Linked DNA regions of Zea mays: region 1 is linked to region 2. Evidence: chromatin contacts called from public Hi-C data. All regions are on one chromosome and are shown on one strand. Each heading gives the region's core, a stretch centred on a gene start, on an enhancer-like site or on the middle of the called end of the contact. The rest is flanking DNA. Distances are from core to core; before and after follow the strand shown.

Region 1 (2,938 bases), core at 262-2,761, 160 kb before region 2:
ACGCTTTCGTCTCGAAAAATATACGGAGTACGTACGTACTTGCAAAGCATGTGAGCAGGACCATGCGATGCGTAACCTTTGTTTGCCTCCAAGCTGCCTAGCTAGCTTTAGCGCGATATATAACGTACGTGTGCGTTAAGGCGTCATCAATTCAGTTTGCAGGTAGTAGATACAGTGATACACTAGTCCCATATTCCGATCTAGTATACGTGTGTAGAGAGCAGACTTGCTTGGGCCCGTTGACTACACGTTTCGTTCGTGCATGCACTGACCATCGGCTGTGTTTTTTCTCGCCGTTCAGTAGTTCTACTTACTTCTTTCTCAAAATCGACCGAAGGCTTTTCTGGACGAAACGTCTCGTGAATGTAAGAGCTGGAGAGCTAGTACCTATCTAGTACTGTCGCCACACAGGAACACTAGCTAGCTACTCGCTTTTGTCCTCCTCTCAGGCTGTCCGCAGCTCTTGCGGCGAGCCTCCCTCTCCCCTTATACAGTGCACGTATAGAGTAGCTTTTCAGGTGCAGCGGCTAACGCTAAGGCTATCCGCACTCATACTACTCTAAATTTCTACCATAAAAAGAATATTCTATCTTAATCAGCAAAATTCTTTACTCTATACCACAATCATCCGCACTCATGTTTACTCTATATCCCAACCCTATACCAACTACCATATATTATATTATTTTTTCAATTATTTTTTATACGCACCTGCAGCCGTCCCACGTACCAGCCAACCAAAAGAGGAGAGAGATTATACAGTTAAAGAAAAGGACGCGCTACATGTGAGGTTCTCCAATGCAACCGTAAGTTTACAGTAGTGTGTCCAGTCTACCGTTGCAGCTGCTCACGCGCTATAAATATTTCCAGTCCACCGTTTACAGTCACCGGTGCGGCCAGCCTAAAGCCATCTCTACGTGAAACAGAAACACAGCTGTCCGCTAGATCCAGGGGTGGACTGTAGCACCCTCTTGACTTAAGTTTGATGTTGGTTGGTATTTAATAGTTGAAGAAAAAATGGTAATAGAAAATGAATATGGTTAGATAATGATATTTTATAGTTGTAGTGTGGTATAGGGGGAGTATTTATGGGGAACCGTTGCAGAAGATGAAAAAAATAGGGAGAAATATATAGAGGGAAAAAGTGATATAGGGGGAAAAATTTAAGGGTAATGGTTGCGGATAGTGACTCCCCCAGTGCTAGCTGTTTCTGCCCGGCTCTGCAACTGCAAGCACACCGGCCGACTTGCAGCAGGGCACAGAGCGGAACCGACGACGGACCAAGATTTTTATGTCGGCCGGTCCGCCCGCCGTGACCGTGTGAGATCGAATCGACGCGTAGCCTTTTCATCCGCATCCGCCGGTCGATGAATTAAGGTTGCCGTGTCTTTGTGCTTCCCTGCGGCCGGCCCTACCCTACCACGCTCTGCTTCATCCCTTTTTCCGCTTCTTTACATGCAACGCCCTATCCCTCTTGGCCGCTTTCATGTAGTACTACTAGTATTTAACACCACTCTCAGCACCCCGCGCCCGCGGCCCCCTCCATCCTCCTGCCTTTCCACCATTGATATCACTACTGCCCTCCTCATTCAGATTCAGTCATTCAGCCACATTCTCACCCACCACTATCCTCTCGTCTCTCGCTGGCCACGTCTCTGTCCATCATGGCCGGCACCGCCGCCGCCACAACCACGGTCTGCTCCATGTGCGGCGACGTCGGCTTCCCCGAGAAGCTCTTTCGGTGCGCGCGCTGCCGCCACCGCTTCCAGCACTCGTGCGTATACTTCTTTTATCTGCGCCCACCCTCTTGGATTCTTGCCCAGCTCCATCTTCGTATATGAGTACGTACTGTTCTTGTCCTTATCCACACACCACTGGTGGTGCCATGGCGACATATGCATGCTTGCAGGTACTGCACCAACTACTACGGCGACAGCGCACCCGCCTCGGCCGACTCCGACATGTGCGACTGGTGCCTCAGCGTCGTGGCCGGTAAGGCGAGGTCTCCCGCCGGGAAGCAGAACGCCACCGGGAGCCAGGAGTCGTCCACCACCACGGGCTCCGGAGGCAGCGGCAGGGGCGCCGCCGGCAAGGCCGAGGCTGGGCGGCGAGCGACCACCAGGCCGGCCGGCCGCAGGTACAAGCTGCTCAAGGACGTCTAGCTAGTGTGATGAGTAGTTGGCTAGATACAGCTAGGTCATGGGCATGCATGGGCCTCACGATCTTGGTGAAGATCCTAGCTAAAAGATCAAGTTCACGCGGACCCAGTAGCTTAGTACCAAGTACGACTAACTACTAGTTATATGACGTGTGCTAGTAACCTGATGTGTGTATATAGGTGTTTTTTTTTGTATATTGTATTGCATGTTTGATTGTGTGTACGTGTTAGGAGAGAGACGTCTGTTAGCCTGTTTGTTATCTATATTATATATGCATATATGGAACTTGTTTGGGTTGCTCTTATATATATATACTCCTCGTTCTCGATTTACCAGAAACCAAACATATTCAACTCTCAACAATATATACATGAAATATAGTAATATTTATAGTACAAATCATGCATGCTAACAGTTTCAGTAGCTCGATCTTGAAGATACAAATAATGCTAATATTTTCTACGAATCTAGTCAAATTTTAATAAGTGTGATCAATACATTTTTCATAGCGACCATTAATTATTAAGGACTGATCAAGCATTATGTCTTATTCTGCTTCTTGCTTTAATTTTATTTGATTTTGCAATATATATTTCCTTGTTCCTTTCAGCTTCAACAAGCTACCTTTTTTCAGTAGTCCATATTGCATGGTTCATATTATTTATTTATATAGGTACGTTATTAAGACGACACTCTTAACCATCTTACATGAATGCACCACACTAAATCTTTGGCTGAACCGGCAGTACTTTTATTTGGGTGTTGGGTAACCAATTAAC
Region 2 (3,059 bases), core at 554-3,053:
ATATTAATACATTGGTATTAGGCCTTCCAAGGGAGTCATATTATAAGGAGAACCTGGAACAGGAAAACCTCTTCTTGCCAAGGTCAGTGTTCTGTCTTACAAGCGTACAAGATGCCAATATATTGCTAAGTATTGCAGGGACAGGCTTCTATCCTCAATGATATCTGCCTTTGTCTATGTTTATCCGAATTACACATTCTTTTTCTACTTTCAGTTTTCAAATGACATGTACTTGGGTAGTGATTAATTGAAACTGTCTTCTGTTATTACATGAATCAGTATCATGAGACTCAGTTCTGTTATTACATTCTTTCGCTGAATGGTGTCACGATCACGAAACGATATACCTGGTTAAAAGCATCATGAGACTCAGTATTGATATTGTTAGTACATGAATCTGGAACAGGATCAGTATCAGGACTAGCCGTGTGAATAGAGTCGGAGCGACGAATGTAGGTCTAGATGACAGGTGGTTTGGAATAGTAAGGTGGAGATAACATGAAGGTGGAAGGCGGTGTTATAGGAATGAGGACATCAGGTGTAGATTTCATTATGGTGTAGATGTAAAATCAGGAATAGAAGGAAGACACATGAATGAGGTGGACTCTGTGGGACAATATGAGGAGTGAGTGAACTTGTTGTAAAAGGAGTGATTTTCATTAAAACTCACATCTCTAGGAATATAAATACGGCGAGTAGATGGATCATAACAACAGTCTTTGTGTTTAGGATTGTATTCAAGAAAAACACACTTAACAGACTGAGCAGTCAATTTAATCCGCTCATATGGTGGTAACAAGACATAACACACACATCCAAACACTCGAAGGTGATCATATCGTGAAGGTATCCAAAAAGAACTTCACTAGGCGTTTTGCTAGAAAGTTTGGATGATGGCTGTTTATTAGTGAGATATACCGCAGTAGAAACAACTTCACCCCAAAAGCGTGAAGGAACAAAAGAAGATATCAAAAGAGTGCGTGCACTCTCAATACTATGACGATGTTTGCGTTCGGTAACGCCATTTTGGGCATGAGCACCACAAAGAAAGTTGATGTAGAGTACCCTCTAAGGACAATAACTCTCGAAAATTATCAGATAGAAATTCAACACCAGAATAAGAAAAAAATATAATAGAAGCAGAAAACTAGATGTGAACCATGCGCGTGAAGGACATATAAACAGAAACCAATTTAGAGTGTTGTTTCATAAAGTAAATATAAGTATAACAATAATGGTTATAAATAAAAACGACATAATATTTATGACCCTAATTCAAAATAAAAAGAGTAAGATCCTACATGAGAGTAAATAAGATCAGAAGATCTAGTAGAATAAGAATCACTAGTAAAATATGAAAATATGAAAGTTATATTTGTTTTGAAAGGTGACAATCTTGCTTTGTCACAAACCATATCAAAACACTCCCCAGCTCATAGTTATCCAGTTCTATCCTATACGAACAGGAGTACGCTACAAAATACAAATGGTAGCCCCTTCCCTTCGTTTCTCATAGCTGAAAAGACTGAGAGCCTGAGAGACGGTTTAGATCGACCCCCACGGGCCCACCCGACCATCTCGCTGGGGCCAGCCAAACCCAAATCACCGCCGCTATGTCACGGTCGATCCCTCGTAAACCCCGCGCCCGGATGTTCCGCGGCATATACCGCTTTGTCCATCCCACCTCGGCACCTCTACCGACACGTGGGTCTACCCGCCAACCTGTCCGTTTCCGCCGCCTCTGACACGCGGGCACAGGCACGGGCCTCCTCCAAAAAACCCCCCCCCTCCCCAGCTTGTCTGCCCCTCTCTCCATTTCGCGGAGGAAGAAAAAGGGGACCAAAAAACGGAAAAGGGGATAGGAGGAACGGATCAGCGGTGGAAGCTTCCAGCCCTAGCGCAGCAATGGCGGGTTGGTGCGAGCAGGCGGTGGCGCTGCTACAGCGCCCCGCGGTGGCGGAGATGGCCGTCGACGTGCTGCTCTGCGCGGTGCCGATCTGGGCCGCCGTCATGATCGGCCTCGTCGTCGGCTGGTCCTGGCGCCCGCGCTGGACGGGACTGCTCTTCCTCGGCCTCCGGAGCCGCCTCCGCATCCTCTGGGTGCCGCCAGGCCTCGGGGCCCGGCGGCTCTGGTTCGCCTGCACCGCGCTCTCCGCCTGCTCCGTCGCGACCAAGCTCATCTCCTCCGCATTCCGCCGCTGCAGAGGCAAGCACCAGGACAGGGCCTCCCCCGACGATGATGCCGCTGCGACCAGAGACGGCGGATGTCGCGCCGACGGCAGGTCAACATCTAGTGGTTGAATCTATATTATACTGTGGCTGGCGGGTTGGCTGGGGACCGAGGTTGGTGGCGGAAATGCAGCGGCTGTCAGTCTCGTCAATTGCCTCTCTTGAAGACTAGGTGTCTTTCAGTTTGGTATTGAATGGAATGACCTTGCGGTTCATTCAGGGGCGACCCTGTCCCTGTGCTAGAAGGCAATTTAGGACCTGTTTGATTGAGGCCTTGAGAGGTGGCTTTTTAAAAAGCTATTGGTACCTATGCCCTGTGGAAAAAACTGCTGGGGGAGGGAGGGCGATGAGGAAGTCGAAAGGCGTTTAGTTGAGGAAAAACTGCCGTCACCTACAGGCTGTGTTTGGAATGTGGGTAGTGAGGAAATCGAAAGCCGTTTAGTTAAGTAGATGTGCCTTCCACAAGAATGTATCCACCCTCAACTTCCTCTTCGTCCTCTCGAAGCCAGGGAAGCTGGCCTGGGGGTGGGGGTCAGAGACATGTCATTGCTGGAGCTGCGTGCCTGCGCTAGAGACACGCCGTTGCCAGGGTAGTGTGCCCTCACACCGGGAGGGAGAGTGCCTCGCTGAATCTGCAACACTTTTTTTACGCGTAAAGAGACGAGTCAGGGCAAATCAAACCGGTACGCACGTAACGGATGATAGGTGGGTAATTTCATGGACTTTGTATTAGCCAAAAGTAGGTGGAAGTAGGGAAGGCTGCAGTGAAATTTGTACTAGGCAAAAGCTGCTTTTGGCTGTGGCTTTAGGTGGGAACCAACCCCTTTGGT

What was found. A called contact is a pair of places that touch in the nucleus more often than the background predicts.
Region 1: a Hi-C map of tassel shows a contact between it and region 2, with 1.8 times the contacts expected there. The contact joins the promoter of LOC103646112 here to the promoter of LOC100274578 in region 2. A contact is called at or near these places in 2 of 25 Hi-C or Micro-C datasets (ear and tassel).

The regions. Positions count from the first base shown.
Region 1 is chr2:21,423,418-21,426,355 of Zm-B73-REFERENCE-NAM-5.0, reverse strand. It overlaps LOC103646112, which reads left to right and starts at 1,511. Exons shown (of 2, transcript XM_008670834.3): 1 at 1,511-1,774; 2 at 1,910-2,461. The coding sequence starts at 1,665. The coding sequence ends at 2,162.
Region 2 is chr2:21,266,147-21,269,205 of Zm-B73-REFERENCE-NAM-5.0, reverse strand. LOC100274578 (Polyketide cyclase/dehydrase and lipid transport superfamily protein) reads left to right here and starts at 1,803. Exons shown (of 6, transcript NM_001148931.1): 1 at 1,803-2,282. The coding sequence starts at 1,906.